Linked DNA regions of Sus scrofa: regions 2 and 3 are each linked to region 1. The links are chromatin contacts, called in public Hi-C maps. All regions are on one chromosome and are shown on one strand. The core of a region is the stretch at or near the end of the contact, and the rest is flanking DNA. Distances in the headings are between cores, read along the strand shown.

Region 1 (3,780 bases), core at 913-3,412:
AGAAAAAAAGATTACCAGAAGAAAAGGCCTTAAGCAGGACTTTGTACTAAAATTTATGCAGTGTAGCTACAACATACTTAGGGGAACTTTCAGGTCTCAGTGTTGAGCTAAAAGCTGAAGAGGCTCAGCAAATTATCATTATTGGAGAATCTCAGTCTTAGGGTATCCAAAGGTTTCCCTATAATTTAATTGGAAATTGTAAGGAAAAATCACACAACTCAACAGCAGTCAGGACCAAAGCAATGTAAAAAATGAAATCAGATTTTTAACTTCAAGTTTTAAAGTGAGAATTTCCCCCTGTACAAACAACAACGTTGTCTACAAATATATTGAGAGTGCATTTGCTATAAAAGAGTGGACATAACTGGGAAGACAGCAAACACTAGAGAAACTCAAATAACATCTTAATTTCTGAAGGCTAGATTTCAAAGTACGTAAATAGCAAGACATTAAGAGGTTAGACTTAAGAAAAGCACCTGAGGTAAGACTAAGAAATTGACTTTTACTTCAAAGTCATCAGGAACAAAGTCATTTGTTTGCTAGCAATGGCTTTGAAGATGATGAATCATCTTCATTTCCATTTTCTAACGTGTCTAAATTTTTTCAGAATACTTACATGATATGTTCAAATATACACTAAACACCACCTAAAAAAAGGAAAACTAGACACATCACTGAAGAGTCAGTATTGATTTTTTTTTTAAATAGAAGGCACTCTGATTCAACTCCCCCCCCACAAAAGATTCCCTTGAAATTCACTTAAGAAACAAAAGTTAAAATTTAGCATCGGTAGAAAAACTTAAATTCCTTTAAAAATTATGAAATAAAGTAAAAAGACGTTTTTACTGCCTTTACATTACAAAAAAAGGTGGGAAACAATGGAAGGTGTACTATTTATTTAAAGTATATTCGTGGTTTCAGTTTTGTATGGCACTTGAATTAGTTTCCAGAGAAAAGTAAACCTGCCAGACTCCAGCAGAGGGAGAATTGTTTGCATGAAGCCGATCTAGTTCAAGTACTGACCAGGAACACCTACCTATCCGCTCTTCAGGTCTCTGATCTAAGTGACTTTTTTGGAAGAAATCTTCTAATTCTATTGCTAGCCTTAATAAAAATCCCTATCAAAAACTGCAATGCGCCTCATCCCTCTCTGCATCTTCGGTTTAAAACACGATCAACCCTTCTCTAGGGCAACGAATGAGGTGGTTCGACATAAATCCAGACCACAAAATGCCTCGGTACCCACAGTAGCGTCCCGAGAAAATCCTTAACTCTTGCTAAAGAAAATTCCAAACCAGATCTAGCGTCAATATCGTCAAATCCCTTCTCTCGGACTCCAGAGGAAAATGTACCTGTGGAGTATACACTGCGCAGCAAACAAGGCACAGTTCCAACCTCGTGTTCTCTCTTTTTTTTGTTCCCTGCCAGACCTCCCCTTCCATGCAGAATTTGAGCAGAGCGTTTGGCTCCCTTATCTGCCAGTAACAAGCGCCAGGAGGAACGCGCTCCCGAGAGATGCGGAGCTTGGAAGCTGAGCGCTGCGTCTGGCGCGCTGCGGCCGCTCGGCTCAGCCAGGTCCTCCCGGGCTCGCGCCTCTGCCGCCCCGAGGGGCCGGAGCCCAGGCTCCGCTCAGGGGAATCCCGCGACGAGTAGTCGGGCTAGATTTGCTACTTGCTTCCTGCCCCTCACCCGCGAAAGACCTGCACTCCCGTCCCGCCAGGGCCAGTCCGGAAGCTTCATGGAAATTGGAGGGTTCTTCGCCCCAGGAAGAGTGGCTCCGCGCACACACTCGCCAGCCGAGTCCTCCCCCTTCCCTGCCTGCAACCCCCAGGACCATTCCCTCGCCGGGGCCTTCGTGGGGCTAGTACCATTCTCCTCACGGGGCGGACTCCGGAAGGGCAGCAACTCCACCTCCTCCTCCTCCGCGGCCTGTAGCCATCTATCGGGAAGCGTTTCCGGAGGCGGCAGCAGAGGCCGCCGGACAAGGACAGCCCAGGGAAACCTTCTCAGTACTAACTCAGCTCCGGCGCTAGCAGCAGAAACCGAGTCTTTCATAATTGTGCGACCAACTCCTCCGGGTGACTGGCCACAGGGACGCGCCCGCGCCCGCCTCCGCCGGCGACGGGGCTGAAGACAGACCACGTGAGAGGCGCGTCGTGTGCGTCGCCCCCCGCGGCCGGGTCACGTGAAGGGCGCGCGCTCCCGCGCTTCCAGACCGCCTCCGTGCGCGCCGCGCGCATGCGCCGGGCATGAGCCTCTCTCCGCCATCGCTACGGGTCTTCCCCTGATCTCCGTGGGCTACCTAGGCGGGACTTACGGAAAACTCTATGTCACCTCCCGGGAGCGGAACTTAAGGAAGTAGTAGTTTAGGGTTGAGGTTCCAGGCCCTCTAGTTGCGAGCCGCGAGTGGTTTCCGCTAACCGGACTTGGCCTCTGCCTGTGCTCGGGCGCAGCGTTCCCCAGTCTGTTGGCTGTGCACGGGGGTAGAGGCCTTAAATATTACTCTCTCCTAGTCCGAAATGCAAAATTTTCTCATCCCAATTCTTGTTCTTCCTCTAGTTTACACTCTTTGTGCCAGCTAAAATTCTTCTGACTTTAACTATAGGACCTATCCTCTCCCTCCGGAGATGTCGCCCCCAGGCACACACACCTCACGTGCCTTAACCAAAGATGGTGGTTTTTTTCTTTCCTTTTCCTTTGCTATCACACCAGCCCAGAATTGACTGTTAGTGGTAGTTTACTAAGTGTTGCTTTTTCACTCCAGAAAAACTTCGAGTTCCTCTCTTCCGTCCGACCCTCTGTGATGTTCTACCATCCTCTCTCCCTCTCAGAGCTCTCCTCCCCGCCCTCACGCCCCACCCCACCCCACCCCCCCAAATTGTAGAGAGGAGAATTAGGATTTTAAAAAAACAAAAACAAAAATTGGGGCAATCCGAAAACTGTCAGTGATTAGCCCACAATTTCGTCTTTGTATTTGTCCTTTACGTTTGTTAACAAATATATGCAATACGCAGTGTTGCATTTACATTTAGAAACTTTGGGAAGCACGTTTTGTTGATTATTAACTCAACAACAGGAGTTCCCATTGTGGCGCAGCAGTAGAGAACCTGGCTAGAAATAACCAGAAGGATGCGGTCTGATCCCTGGCTTCCTCAGTGGGTTAAGATGCAAACTATTGCCTTTGGAATGGATCAGCAATGGGCTCCTGCTGTTTAGCACTGGGAACTGTATCTAGTCACTTACCATGGAGCATGATAATGTACGAGAAAAGAATGTATATATGTATGTGTGACTGGGTCACCTTGGTGAACAGTAGAAAATTGACAGAACACTGTGGACCAGCTATAATGGGGGGAAAAATCATTAAAAAAAAAAAAAAAAAAAAAAAAAAAACCCAGCGCTGTGAGCTGTGGTGTAGGTCGCAGACTCCACTGGGATCCCTTGTGGCTGTGGGTAGGCCTTCGCTGTAGCTCTGGTTTGACCCCTGGCTTGGGAACTTCTGCTAAAATGCATAAATAAATAAATAAACAAGCAAACTCAACAACAGTTGCAGTAGGGATACAGCAATTGTAAAGCAACCATTTTCTTTTCTTTTTTGTCTTTTGTCTTTTTAGGGCCGCACCCACGGCATATGGAGGTTCCCTGGCTAGAGGTCTAATCAGAGCTGTTGCTGCCCGCCTACCAGAGCCACAGCAATGCCAGATCTGAGCAGTGCCAGACCCAAGCTGAGTCTTCAACCTACACCACAGCTCAGGGCAATGCCGGATCCTTAACCCACTG
Region 2 (3,780 bases), core at 756-3,255, 230 kb before region 1:
ATGGTGGAGATCAAAGCTATGGTCAAATATAGGCTATGCCTTTTAAAGACCTGGTGACCATTACTTGCATTCTAGGAACCATAGATAACTGTTGCCTCATTTGTTACAACACATATTTGAACAAGAGTTAGGGTTTATAATTCAATTCAATAAGCATAGTTTCATCTAGGTAACCTGGGTCTGTAAGAACTTTCATTCCACTAGTTTTGAGAAATCCAGAGCCCATACCCAGATTTCTGTGAATTTCCTAGAGATGTCCTTGTTTTTTCATGCTTTCACCAACTCAGTTCAGTTTTAGAATCATCCTTCATCTTGTATCTGGTTTCTCTACCACACCTGTTGATCCACATGTGGGAATTTATTAATTTAAAAAAAAACTAAAGCAAATGGTATGTGCTTTAGCAAACTTGACTGATGCTTTAAGGAAGTTGGGGAATTCTACTTACTGGGAGAGTGGTGGTCAGAATTGGGGCAATTACATCAGTGCAACAAAAAACTTTATGTGAATGTTAACGAGTCTTATTTATTAAAACCTTTCTGCCAGCCCACAATAGGAGACTCTTCATTGGTTGATTCATTCTTAGGAGCTTTTTTCTTTATCACTTCATATTTCTAGGGTCTTCTAAGATTGTCTTCAGAGAACCCCAAATTCTTCCTTCTTTGTTTGGTTCCCACTCCAAACTCTGCTCTGGCTTTTTCTTTGCATACTCAAATTCATCAAGGTGCTCAGCAGACATACATACACACACAAAGCAAACAACCAACAACCAGTTTACTTTCTTTTTTTTTTTTTTTTTTTGTCTTTTTGTCATTTCTTGGGCCGCTCCCCTGGCACATGGACGTTCCCAGGCTAGGGGTCGAATCAGAGCTGTAGCCACCGGCCTACACCAGAGCCACAGCAACGCGGGATCCGAGCTGCGTCTGCGACCTACACCCCAGCTCACAGCAACACCAGATCCTTAACCCACTGAGCAAGGCCAGGGATCGAACCCACAACCTCATGGTTCTTACTCAGATTCGTTAACCACTGCGCCATGACGGGAATTCCCAGTTTACTTTCTTAAGATCCACCCTCAATAGCTGTGATTTTCCCCCCATGGTTATGAAATTTTTTTCTAAGGTTTCCTAGTTAGTAGTGGTATAGTATACTCAGGTGGTATAGTATACTTCATATTCTATCGGTTTTAAATCTCTTGGGAAAGTGTATAGCTTGAGTTTAAAAGAGTTACCATGTTTTTGCAGGTACTTCATTATGATGTAAAGGAAATTAACATTAATGGAAAGACTACTATATGTGACACATTGTTGCTTTAGGTGTCATTTATTCATTACAAATTTATTGAACACCTATTTGGTACACACTTTCACTTAACACACTTACTATACCCCGCCTTCCAGCTTTTCCATCCATTAGACACTTGGACTGTCCTTGGGAGCTTAGTGACCACGGCCAAAAACTCCAACCAAATTTGTTTAAATTTATGGTCTAATTGGAGTATTTAATCACCATTTCTACGAGCATACAAAGATCACCTTGTGAAAAAGTTCAGGCCTCTCGTTTAGTTTTTGTAAGACTAGAATTTTGGTTAACGTTTTATATGCATACATAATATGATTTTTAGGATCGTGTTCATTCTTCCCTTACCAGAGGCGAAACTTTTAGCCAGAATTAGAGGAAATTGAAATTCCTTTTCTTGTAAGCCCTACATCTCCAATTAGAAGAGGAAGAGACGTAGCTCAGGCGTTAAAAGCAGCCATGCTTCCTCCGCAGCAAAACCCACGATGCGAGTAACACCAGGGTAACAGATCTAAGCCCGAGAAATACAGAGCGCAGGGGATGGGCGGGCCAGCTCGCCTCAGCTCAGCGTAGCCTGGTCCGTACCCATACTGCCCATCTAAAACATCCGCCTCAGCCCTCCTCCGCCCTCCCATACCCTCTCACAGGCGGTGACCGGGATGGGAAGGAACTAGCAGTGAGAGCGCGCGCGCGCAGCCCCGCCCCTGCGTGACGTCAGAGCAGCGACGCGTCGTAACGCAGTGCAAATTGGGAAAAGGGGATGAGCTGGTCTGGCTTCCGTCGGGTTAGCGATTCTTCCTCGGTTTGGTGGGAGATGGGCCTTTGGCAAGGCGGCTGGCATTTGTGAAGCGCGCCGTGCGCCAAGGTGAGTGAGGGGTTGGATCCTGGTTTTTATTCCTCCGGAAGCTCTTCTCAGTGAACCCCCTTCCACCAGCTGCTGGTCACCCGGGAGACAACCCCTGTCTTCGGAGAAGGGTGGGACAGCTCGAACGTAGAATCCGCATTTGGAGGAAGGGCCCTACCCTGAGTCTTTGCTGGTGCCCACCTAGAGTTGCCCAGCGAGTTTCGTGTGGGCTCAGGTTTTCCGGTCTTAGAAGGTGGCCTTGACCATTCTTCCACCTTCTTGAACGCTCAGTCCGACTTTGACCTCGTCCCTCTTGCCTCTGTTTTCAGATTTTCTGCTGTTGGGCTATCTTCCCAGGCCTTAATACAACCTTCTAGAGTGTTTTCCAGTCCTTCCTCTGATCCTGTCAAACTTGGTTTTAGTGAATTCCAAGTAGGAGTTTAAAGAATCAATGAGCTCATCAAAACTAAAACTGCGACTCCCCAAGTAAAATCTTTTCTTTCCTAAAATGTGGCCTCTCTACTAGAGGTGTGAAACAAGTTAATTTCACCTCCACTCCACCTTGGAAAATACCAGAACCCAGAATTTAGACAGAAAGCTGCAGACCACACTTTTGGGTTTGTTTCTTACCTCCAGTACATTTTGTGACCTTGAAGCAAATCACTTAATCACTAAAAAAAATTTACCTGAAGACAGAGGTGTTGCAGAGCCTAAGGAATTTAATATTTGTTAAAGAGCTCTGAGGGTTTCAGATGTAGGCGATGCCGAACTGAGGATTTTACTTTTTCTGCATCTGCGAGCATCTTAATTTTTGAATACTTCCTACTGGAGCCATGAAAAATGTCAAGTGATTTTTGTTAAGGAAGTGTTCCTCTTCTAGGCTTGCTCTGTAGCTTTGCTGTGTAAGCAGATTTTGTATTTCAACAGATTCTGTTTGATTCATTGTTCAATGTCTTTCATGATGAATTTAGATAGTTTCTCAGACCCCAGAGTACTGGATCAGTTTATCTGAAAGGTGCCGTAGCTTGTGCTATGTCTTTATCATGTTGAAATGTGTATTCCTTTTCTTGTGACACATTAGATGCATCTTTTAAATTAGATAGTAAGGATTGTATAGTAAAAGACAACAACAACCTGTCATTAATGATATAAATATACATTAATTGCACACAAGTATTCATTGTAGTCTTTGAGAAAACAGAAAAACAAAAATACTTTAAAGATATCTTTCTAGAATTTAATTTTTTAATGTATTTACTTGAACTTTATCAATCATTATGGTCTTTATTAATGTGAATATAATGGGAAAGAACCAATATGGCTTTTGTAAAGTAAGAGTTAGCACATCAGATTTTTTTCCCATAAAATGTCTAGCACTATATTTTATTATGAACTTTTCTTCATGAAGATATACTTGGTTTTGTAGAGATGAAAGGGGGAGAAGTGTTCATCAAATATGAGCTGCTAATAAAATTAGATATTATTGAGTCTTTAAAAACAAATCTTGGTTATTGTCCCCACTGCCTATTACTGTATACCAAATCACTCTAAAACAAAGTGGCTTAAAACTACAGTTTATTCTCATGTTTCTGTGGGCTGAGTGGACTCACCTGGTTGGTTCTTAGTTAGGGTTTCATGT
Region 3 (3,780 bases), core at 692-3,191, 140 kb after region 1:
ACCCTGGGAACCTCCATATGCTCTGGGAGCAGCCCTAGAAAAGGCAAAAAGAAAAAAAAATACAATAAGTATAACACAAGTTCTACAGTACAATGCTATTTATTTTCATTCAAACACACAATTCTACAAGATCCCACCTATTTTATAGGAATATATACATATTTAAGGATATATGATTAGAGTGGATGTCTGGGGTAGATGGAGAAAATTGGATCAGGAATAAAAATGGGAAAATGTAATACCACTTATAGTAAAAATTCACAATACAGAAGTTCTCATTCAAAATTTCCAAAATCTGGGAGTTCCCGTCGTGGAGCAGTGGTTAACGAATCCGACTAGGAACCATGAGGTTGCGGGTTCGGTCCCTGCCCTTGCTCAGTGGGTTAACTATCCTGCGTTGCCGTGAGCTGTGGTGTAGGTTGCAGACGCGGCTTGGATCCTGCGTTGCTGTGGCTCTGGCGTAGGCCGGTGGCTACAGCTCCGATTGGACCCCTAGCCTGGGAACCTCCATATGCCGTGGGAGCGGCCCAAGAAATAGCAACAACAACAACAACAACGACAAAAAGACAAAAGACAAAAAAAAAAAAAAAAAAAAAAAAATTCCAAAATCTCCTCTACTGATTCCTTTTTTGGGGGGGAGGTTCTCTTTTTCCCTACTATTTGGAGGAGAATTTTTACCATTTATGCTTACCATTTTATTCTCTAAGAGAGCCTGATTTGACTTCAATCATTTTCTCCATGCCAAATCCTCCATTTCCAACCAAATCCTCTTGTACTACCTACTCTTCTCATTTCATATCACACACTTTTACCATCAATTAAACTCAACACCATGAGTATTATCTTCACCTCCAAACTAGATTCTGCTTTTTCCAAGATTTCTTATTTATCCTACCATCATTCTTTCAGTCTCTAACAGGAATATATAGCCATCTTTGAATCTTTTCTCTCCTATCCCTTAATAAGCAGGCAATTATCAAGACGTACTGCTGGAATTTTCCTTGTGGTGCCGGGGTTAAGGATCCAGCATTGCTGCAGCTGTGGTAGTGCAGGTTGGAACTGCAGTGTGGGTGCAGCCAAAACAAACAAACAAATAAAACCTCCCAAAAACAACTTAATGCTTTTACTTTGACCATCATTGCTATATTATTCTGATTGCCACACTCTAAATCTGGAGAACTCACCAACAGCCATTAGATTATTTGTAAAGACTATTTTTTAAAGAGTAGTTTTAGGTTCACAGAAAAATTGAGAGGAAGATACAGATTTCCCATATATTCTCTGGTTCCACACATACATAGCCTCCCCCATTATCAACATCCCCTACCAGATTGGTATTTTTGCTTGTTTGGTTGTTTGTTTACAACTGATGACCTACACTGACACATCATATTCACCCAAAGTCCATAGTTTACATTAGGGTTCATTCTTGGTGGTGTATATTTTATAGGTTTAGATGAGTGCATAACGACATGTATTTGTCATTATAATATCATGAAGAGTATTACACTGCTTTAAAAATCATCTGTGCCCCACCTATTCACCATCCACCCACTTTAGATTTTCATTCCTCTAGTCCATTTGCAAATTGCCAAATCTTTCTGTAACACTATTTTCATCACAATGCTACCTTGCTCCAAACCTCCAGTGGTGCTAATAATGAGCTTTCATTGTTTTTTGGCTGCTCAGCATTTGTTTCTCTTTCACACCTCAACACCTTTTGGGGAGTTGTCTGTTCTCATTTTGGGGATATAGTTTGGAAAAATTGTTAATCCAGTATTCATCTTCTTCAGCTATGAGAAGGGCATGTGACCCAAACTAGAGCTTCGGAACAGTATATCCCTCTATTTGATTTGTTAGCAGTGTGATAAAGAGATCAAACATAAGTGGGTATTCATTCACACTAGCATGGTGCTCTGGCATGCTTTAAGGCTACTCTTCTGTTTCCTGCTTTTTAGCCCTTGGAGGCCACCTTGCTTTCTAATGTTTCCAAACCTGATTTTCCAGCCCTCTCATTGATTCTGGGAACTCCTGGCATCTTTCCAAAAAACTTCCCTATTGAAGTTTGCCAGAATTGGTTTCTGGTGTGTGTAAGCAGAAACTTACTGCTGATTCCTTCTCTATTGTACAAAGTATAAACTTCTTCCCTGGTTTCAGATTCTTCATGATTCTGCCTTGGCCTGTTTCCTCTTACCAAAGCCTTAGCCAGGTCAGTCACTTTCCAACTCTGGAAAATGCCATGTTAGTCTTGCTTTCATGCTTTATGATATCCTGAAATGACCTACTCTATTTCATGCATCTATATCCATTCACTGACTTTTCAAGGCTCTGCTTAGGATTTGTTTTCTCTATGAAAACAAATATTATGCCCTATATTGTCTTCTCCAATCTTTGAAATCCATCAGTGCTTAGTTATTAATTTTTGTTATTAATTTTCTAGTTGGAAAAAATAAATTTTGTATTTTTAGGAACATTTGGTGGTCAAATCTCCTACCCTCCCCCAAATGTTTTTGACTGAGAACCTATTGCCTAATTCATTGTTGCACAACAGTAATTAAAAAGTCTCTCTTTGGAGTTCCCATGTGGCCTAGTGGGTTAAGGATCTGGCACTGTCACTGCAGCTGCTCGGGATGCAGCTGCAGTGTGGGGTCAATCCCTGGCCTGGGAACTTCCATGTGCTGTGGGTGCAAAAAAAAAAAAAAAAAAAAAAAAAAAAGTCTCTCCTACATGGAACTGAAAATTCTCATCCTATAACCCATTAATTCCTTTGTTCACTTCAGTTTGACATTCCAAACTAAGAATACCGTGAATATAGATTCTTTACCTGGTGGCTAGTCCTTCCATCTTTGAGCCATAGGAGAACATAGTAAGGCTGCTTTCAGTGTCTCTAGGTTGTGAAAGAGAACGGGGCTAAAGACCAGCACTCTATTGGATACATATGTCCAGATATATGAATTATGATATTCATCTAGCTATGAATGACTTAATAATTTGCATTTCATGTATTTTCCAAAATGATGTTGTGAAAAACTTTGTGAAAAGCTTTGCTTCAAGGTATACTAAGTCTGTGATATTTCTCCAAGCTACTAATTCAGCTACCTGACAAAAAGAAAATAGATTATTTTGTCTTGGTTTGTTCTTTGTGAGTCCATGTAGGCTGCTGATAAATGCCACATGCTTTTTTTAAATATTCACAAACCAACTATTTAATAATCCATTACAGACTTTTACTGATCAGGCTTAAGCTTTATGTTTTGCAACTTGGAAATCAGAACACTTGACTGTTTTCAGCCTTCTGCTACCTCTTATATTCTCTGTGAATTCCTGATGTTGATAATAGATGGTGAGAACTGCACATTTTTTGACTGCTCCTCATTTTGGAGCATGCTTTTTCTAGGTGCAGGCATCAGAACAACTTAAGGCAATTGCATTTTCTCTAACTCTTTTCTAACCTTAGGCTGTAATACTCTGACCACCTCTTTTTTCCCTTGATTTTCACTTTAGTATATTATTTAAAATCATGAAAATGATATGTACTCATCATAAAACTATTCAAATATTATGGAAATGTATAAAGGAAAAATAAAAGTCTCCCCAGTCGATCCTGGTATTAATAGATTGGAATGTGTCCTTCTAGACATTTTTTCATGTACCAAAAAATATTCTTACATAATTTTTAGATGGGCTCATACCCTGCACACTGTGCTGCAACTTTGTTTATTCATCTAACAGTATCATTAACATCATTCCATATGTGTTGTATAGAGCTATCTCATTTTT

Evidence for each region. Hi-C and Micro-C count contacts between places; a contact is called where the count stands out from the background.
Region 2: a Hi-C map of skeletal muscle shows a contact between it and region 1, with 6 times the contacts expected there. The contact joins the promoter of USP8 here to the promoter of TRPM7 in region 1. A contact is called at or near these places in 2 of 47 Hi-C or Micro-C datasets (heart right ventricle and skeletal muscle) and 1 of 2 datasets of contacts at active chromatin or transcription factors (alveolar macrophages).
Region 3: a Hi-C map of liver shows a contact between it and region 1, with 3 times the contacts expected there. The contact joins the enhancer-like site here to the promoter of TRPM7 in region 1. A contact is called at or near these places in 2 of 5 promoter capture datasets (fetal liver and liver), 7 of 47 Hi-C or Micro-C datasets (embryonic fibroblasts, epiblast stem cells, fetal heart ventricle and 3 more) and 1 of 2 datasets of contacts at active chromatin or transcription factors (skeletal muscle).

The regions. Positions count from the first base shown.
Region 1 is chr1:121,144,475-121,148,254 of Sscrofa11.1, reverse strand. TRPM7 (transient receptor potential cation channel subfamily M member 7) reads right to left here and starts at 2,162. Exons shown (of 39, transcript XM_021095614.1): 1 at 1,869-2,162. The coding sequence starts at 1,871.
Region 2 is chr1:121,374,379-121,378,158 of Sscrofa11.1, reverse strand. It overlaps USP8 (ubiquitin carboxyl-terminal hydrolase 8), which reads left to right and starts at 2,005. Exons shown (of 21, transcript XM_021095635.1): 1 at 2,005-2,162.
Region 3 is chr1:121,007,097-121,010,876 of Sscrofa11.1, reverse strand. No RefSeq gene overlaps it. Among named protein-coding and RNA genes, the nearest start is that of SPPL2A, 59 kb to the left of the region's middle. Within about 2 kb of position 1,941, at least 4 of the 83 cell types and tissues checked have an H3K27ac peak or open chromatin away from gene starts, as enhancers often do. A contact at or near this core is called in liver, where this site is marked.